2 separate regions of the Anas platyrhynchos genome follow, and region 1 is linked to region 2. Evidence: chromatin contacts called from public Hi-C data. All regions are on one chromosome and are shown on one strand. Each heading gives the region's core, a stretch centred on a gene start, on an enhancer-like site or on the middle of the called end of the contact. The rest is flanking DNA. Distances are from core to core; before and after follow the strand shown. Region 1 holds the start of PEX11A (peroxisomal biogenesis factor 11 alpha). Region 2 holds the start of MTHFS (methenyltetrahydrofolate synthetase).

Evidence for each region. A called contact is a pair of places that touch in the nucleus more often than the background predicts.
Region 1: a contact with region 2 is called in a Hi-C map of F1 follicle, with 2.1 times the contacts expected there. The contact joins the promoter of PEX11A here to the promoter of MTHFS in region 2. A contact is called at or near these places in 5 of 8 Hi-C or Micro-C datasets (F1 follicle, liver, skeletal muscle and 1 more).

What each region holds. Positions count from the first base shown.
Region 1 is chr11:16,947,080-16,950,058 of IASCAAS_PekinDuck_T2T, forward strand. It overlaps PEX11A (peroxisomal biogenesis factor 11 alpha), which reads left to right and starts at 1,393. Exons shown (of 3, transcript XM_072043595.1): 1 at 1,393-1,532; 2 at 2,154-2,269. The coding sequence starts at 1,393. It overlaps WDR93 (WD repeat domain 93), which reads right to left and starts at 1,438. Exons shown (of 15, transcript XM_072043593.1): 1 at 1,175-1,438; 2 at 374-569. The coding sequence starts at 1,438.
Region 2 is chr11:16,742,977-16,746,114 of IASCAAS_PekinDuck_T2T, forward strand. It overlaps MTHFS (methenyltetrahydrofolate synthetase), which reads left to right and starts at 1,514. Exons shown (of 3, transcript XM_027466238.3): 1 at 1,514-1,747. The coding sequence starts at 1,595.

The DNA.
Region 1 (2,979 bases), core at 143-2,642, 200 kb after region 2:
CAAACAAACTTATTCACCACAGGGCTGTACAATTACAGGTGCTGAAACAAAGCACAAGCAGGAGGTCACACCTAGCAATGCTTCTTTCCATCTGGTCTAAAACTTACTGCACTTCAGCCTCAGCCCTGCATCTGCCTCTGCTGTTCCAGCAAGGACACCAAACCCACACCCTTTCCTAATCCCAAGGCCCTAGGGCCACTCTATCACCCTACAACCCGTTACCTAACACTCTTTGCAGGGCTTTCTAGGAAATACAACAGCCACGCTCACATTCCTCCTGATTTAGCACTCTTCCATAAAGCAGCTACCAACTCTTCAGCTCCAGAGCCCAGCCATCCACCAGCCAGGTCAGGGAAACCCATGTCACACCTACCCATTTCATCCACAGTGAGCAGGACATGGTGCTCGTTCCCCAAGTCCGAGGAGCGGATGACACAAATCTCTGTCTTGACTGCATCCCAAACACAGACCTGCTTACAGTCGTACATCCTGAAGGCAGCCAGACCCACAGACAGACCAACAAAGATGAATTTTCCAGACACTGACAGGCAATTGGCTGTTCCAGTTACCTACCAAGAGAGGAAAAGATGTGTGCACCCCACCACTACAGATGAGGGGGATACATCAGCCACACCAGCAATAATCTCCTAACCTTTCACCAGTAGCAAAGGCTGATTTGTTCTACAAGGGAGAAGCTTTTGCATGAGCTTTCATCAGAAGAGCAGGGGAAGAAGGTCACATCTCTGTCACAGAGATTGCTTGGTCAGGAATTAGAGAGTTTATTTCTCTCAGAAATAAAAATAACAATAAAATAAAAAGAAAAACCTGCTCACAGCATATTCACTATTACACAAAGCTGAGCTTGCTCATTTGTATGCTACTGACTAATTACCTTCTGGGCTCAACAAGGGTGGAGCAAGCCAAGGAAGCAGAAGGTGAATTTAATGCTCTTTAATACCTGCTTCTTTCTTTTCAGAGAGATGTGATAGATGGGTGGCAAGCAGAACCTGTTGGACAAGCTGAGAAACTGCAGCCCTTTTGAAATGAATCGGGGAGATGGTGGTGGATTCTGAGGAAGGTGATGAACAGAAGGATGTAAAGCCAACTGAATGGATATTCACTAGAGAAACTGGCAAGGTAATTGCTGCTGTCCCTGGTGTAAGGGGCTCTGTACCTGGAATTCAGCTGTAGGAAAGCATTTTGTGGGCTGGCCCTTCAGTTTTTGTGCTTCTCGGAGCGTCTCCCTTCTTTCGATGATTTCCATAGCATTTTCAAAAACCAGCATCACCAGTTTGTTGGCCATCCTGAAGGGCTGAGGCAACACATCGCGTATTCGCTCGGGATCCTGCTGGAAGAAGTCTTCCTCATCATCCTTCAGCCAGTCCTCTTCAGATGGCGGAGGAATCTCCAGGGAATGCTTCCGGACACGCGCGGGCATCGTGCTGCCTCTCGCAGTGCAGAGCACAGCACCGGTGCAGTAACCACAGCAGGTGCAGGAGAACGAAGAATCGCACAATATCTACTTTCATGAGGTAAAGGGGAAAAAAAAGAAAATCTGGTTAATGATAGTTAAGAGGGAAGAGGGTTCCTTTGGGAGTGGGCAGAGCAAAGTTTCTCTGTATTGTTTATTTCTACTTGTTGCATCCCCTCTGTTACTTTGTTTTTGTTCCGCTCTGCGAATATCGGAGGCAAAGACACTGATATTTTACATTAAAAAATAAATAAATAAAGTCAAAGTTTAGGAGTGAGGTGGATAAGATTTATGAAAAAGCATTAAAAGAAAAAAAAAACAACAACCTGGGAGGAGGGGGGGGGGGAAGCTTTTCGCGGTGACACCGCCCCGCACCTGCCCTGCTGTTGCCGGTCGCCATGGCAACGGGCCGGCAGCGCCGCGGCCCGGCCGGGGAAGCAGAGCCCGGAGCGGGGGGGTTCCGGCGGCGGAGCGGGGCGGAGCGGGGCGGAGCGGGAGCGGCCGCCGTTGTGGTGCCGGTGCCGGTGCCGGCGGGGCTGCCCCGGCGCCATGCAGCGCTTCGTGGACTTCACCGAGCGCAGCCAGGGCCGCGAGAGGCTCCTACGGTGAGTGCTCGGCCCTTGTGCCGGGGTCCCCGGGTGCCCGCCGTGCTCTCAGCCCGTGTGTCTGTGGTGTTTTGCAGAGCCACGCAGTACACCTGCATGCTGCTGGGCTATGTGCTGCAGCGGCAGGCCGAGAAGGAGGAGCTGGTGCTGAAGCTGAAGCAGCTGGAAGCCAGCATGAGCTCGGGACGGAAGAGTAAGTGCCGGGGTCCCCGGGGGCGAGCGCCTCCTGGGGACACAAAACCCTTCTGGTGGACTCATGGAGCTGTCAGCATCCTTACCCTGCCTTGGCTTGGCAGGATCTGCACGGCTACAAAGGCATTTGTCGCTCCTCCAGCCTCCTCTGCCATGAGTTGCTGCAGGGAGGGCTGGAGCAGTGAGTTAACAGGCAGGAGTTGAAGTTGTCAGCCCTGTTTTGGGACAGAACGAGGAGTTTTGGCACACCGCTGCCTCACTGCACTCCTGTCAGTCCTCCCAGCAAGGTGGCTTACTACTAAAGATCCCCATCCCCTGAAAAGCACCTCTGAAGAACCATCCTTCAACGTGGCTTCTTACATTTTACTTCACACGACTTTTCTTTAGCACTTACACTCTACTAATTTTTTTCCCCGTCTCTCCTTTTCTTGTGCTCTAACTGTATGCATCACTTTGTTCCATGTCACCCTGTTGGGGTTGTGCTGTTTGTTGCTGTGGTTGTCCTGTGTGCTTTCGGCTTGATCTTACACCTACTTATCAATTACTCAATTCTGGAGCAGTTTCAACATGTGCGGCAAGGACGCTGATTTAATGTGTTACCATAGATTTGTTTTATTATGCCAATTAGCTCTGGAGTATGGTAATTTCCAGGAGAGAGGCCAGCTGGTTTATCAGCACAGCCATAATTCTCTTGTCTGTGCTAAACAAACC
Region 2 (3,138 bases), core at 264-2,763:
AGAAACCTAGACCACTGATAGTTCCTTAAGCTCTAGATTATCTTCACTAGGACATAAATAATGTGTTTGCTCTGCATTTAAGAGCAAGAAAAGCTGGGCTGAGAGGCCGCACCTTGAGTTCTGTGTTCAGTTTTGGGCTCCTCACTACAAGAAGGACATTGAGGCCCTGGAGCATGTCCAGAGAAGGGCTACGAAGCTGTTGAAGGGCCTGGAGCACAAGTCCTGTGAGGAGCGGCTGAGGGAACTCTTGTTTTTTTTTTTAGGCTAGAGAAGAGAAGGCTCAGAGAGACCTTATTGCTCTCTACAACTCCCTTAAAGGAAGGTGTGGGGAGCTGTGGTCAGCCTCTTCTTGAAGATAACTAGCAACAGAACTAGAAGGAATGGCCTCAAGTTGCGCCAGCGGAGGTTTAGGTTGGAGTAATGAGACATTTCTTCTCAGAAAGAGCAGTCAGGCGTTGGGACAGGTTGCCCAGGGAGGTGGTGGAGTCACCGTCACTGGGGGTGTTCAAGGAAAGGTTGGACATGGTGCTTGGGGACATGGGTTAGTAGGTGACATTGGTGGTAGGGGGATGGTTGGACCAGATCTTGAAGGTTTTTTCCATCCTTAATGATTCTATGATTCTACGATATACTGTCTAGAATCTAAACAGTTTGTCTTAAAACAGCAGTGCTACTAGCTAAGTCTTCTAAAGTACTATAGATATACTTTGTTAACCGTCATGGGTTTATGTATGACACTGTTTGACATGTATTGCCTCAGGTTCTGGGGCAGTGCTGTTTCACAGCTGCCAGGCAATATGTTGGAGAACACAATACTCTTTCCAGAGCAAAAGATGTGGCCAACAAGCCGCATGTGGGATAGCTGGTAGCGTCAATAAACACAGCCATTAGATTGAGATGTCTCCCAGTAACACCTAGAGAGGATGTATGAAAGTGACTGTTCCCGAATTCCTACCAAGGGAGAAACCAAAAGACATTTCAGCATCTCCATTTCGATGCCCCCATCACCAAGCCAGCACCCGTGGTGTGAGGGGGCGTGAGGCTGCCATGGGCCGGTGCCAGCGCAGCGCTTTCAGTTCCTCTCAGGGCACAAAATCTCCCCTGCATTCCAGGCCCACCAGCCACCACCAGAGCTTGTAGGGATGTGAAACCATCTGTCAGGCAGTGGTCAAATATCCTGCTGAAGTGTAATTTCCCTTTCTATAGCAAAATTAGGAAAGGGGAAATTCTTTGCAATCCATGCTAGCTTGAAAATGGTTCTGCATGGCACAGGGCTCACCCTGACAGGTGTTTGGTGTGGAGTGGAGACCGTGGGCAGAGCACACCAGGCCTCAGAGCCACGACTTTTTGCTGGGGATCACCCTGCAGGGAACGCTGACCCCATGGCTGTGAGGGACAGAGGAGGTGGCTGCCCCAAGCAGGGATGGAAGCACCCACGTTCCCCTGACCCTGGCTGGGGCACAGTGCCCAACAATCCCCTCCCCGGACAGCGGGGCTGTGCTGGGACCTCAGCTGGCTGCAAGCCACGAGGGAACCGAGCCCAGCAGCTCCACAACGCTACCCCGAGGCGCTGCTGCCCGGTTCCCCGGGGCTCATGGAGCCGCCGCGGGAGGGCGGCGGCGGCGTCCCCGAAATGGCGGCGGCGCTGCGGGCCGCCAAGCGGGCGCTGCGAGCCGAGCTGCGGCAGCGGCTGCGGGCAATGGGCACGGCGGAGAAGCAGCGGCAATCCCGCCTGCTCAGCCGCAAGGTGGGTGCGAGCCGGGGCCCTGCCGTCACCCGGAGGCTTCCAGGAAGAGCGGAGCACCGGGGGCGGGCGGGGAGGATGAAGGAAGCGGGCCCGGCCCCGGCTCTCCGCGGGGAAGCCCGCCGGGGGGTTTCCGAGCCCCGCCGGGAGCCCAGGAGGGGACTCGGGGCCGCCGCCAGCTCCTCGGATCCCTCCTGGAGCAGCGGGGGCGGCTTGGCCATTGCCGTGCCCCTTCCTAAAGCGGCTGCTGCGCTCCCCGGCCGTGATCAGGCCGGAGCAGGGCGCTGGAAGAGGACGGGGCTGCGATTTCAGGGCTTTGGGGTGGCTGCTGCGGGCGAGGGGCATGGTGGAGTGGGGACGTGCTCTGCGGTGCAGCCCGGCGCGGGGGGGCTTCACGTGGCTGTGGGGTGGCTGCTTATCCTAAAATGTTCGCGTCGGCCTGGCTTTACAGCCAGCCCCGTGTCAAAACTTAGCGACTGGCTCATCCTGGCCTTTCACTTAACTGGCTGTAATTGCCCTTCCGTGTCCTTCGGGGTATTTCTTCCCTGCAATATGATTTCTAATGTGATTTTTATACTTTAAAAGGTATCGAGAGGGGTTTTACCTTACTGGTGTCGTAGCACAGAGTGGTACCAATGTGTTCTTTTGAAATGTCCTGTTCGCATTTGGATTGCAAAGTTTTTATATAGATGTATTTTGTCATTTTAATAAACACAATAAAATTTTATTTTTCAGTCACTGCATGTAATAGAACAGTCATCCTTTTTTTTGCAGCACCAGAGTGTACTTCTAGATGATCTATGTTTACATTGTTATTTTCCTGCCAAAGGATCTTAAATCTTTTTATAAACTTTGCTTAGTACTAATGTGTAGCCACTTCATGAATGTGACATGGCAGCACAGACACTTTAGGTCATAGGTTCAGTTGGAACTCACATAAACTTTTTTTCATTGCTTTTATATATATACAAATATATATATAAAATATATATTATATAAATATATATATATGCATTACATCCTACTACAATGCAAGTATATTTTAATAATCTCATACCACAGACTTAAATCACAGTTTTTATAACATCCTGTCACAGTCCTCTGCCAACTTTATAAGCACCCGGGCCATATACAGAACTTTATGGAGCTCTCAGTCTTGGTCTAACTGCAGCCGATAAAACTCAGCAACAGGACACTTGTCTCTGTGGGTGAGGACATACAAAATATAAAGCTTTATTTTCCTTAAAAGAAAGCATTGGGAAATATGACATAAGTTGATGATATCATGCCATTTTAATATTATGACACAAGTTGAAAATCATGAGCTTTTTTCAGACACAATGGCATTGCACAGCTGACAGAAGAGAGTCAGCTTCCTTAAGGGAAGGGAATGC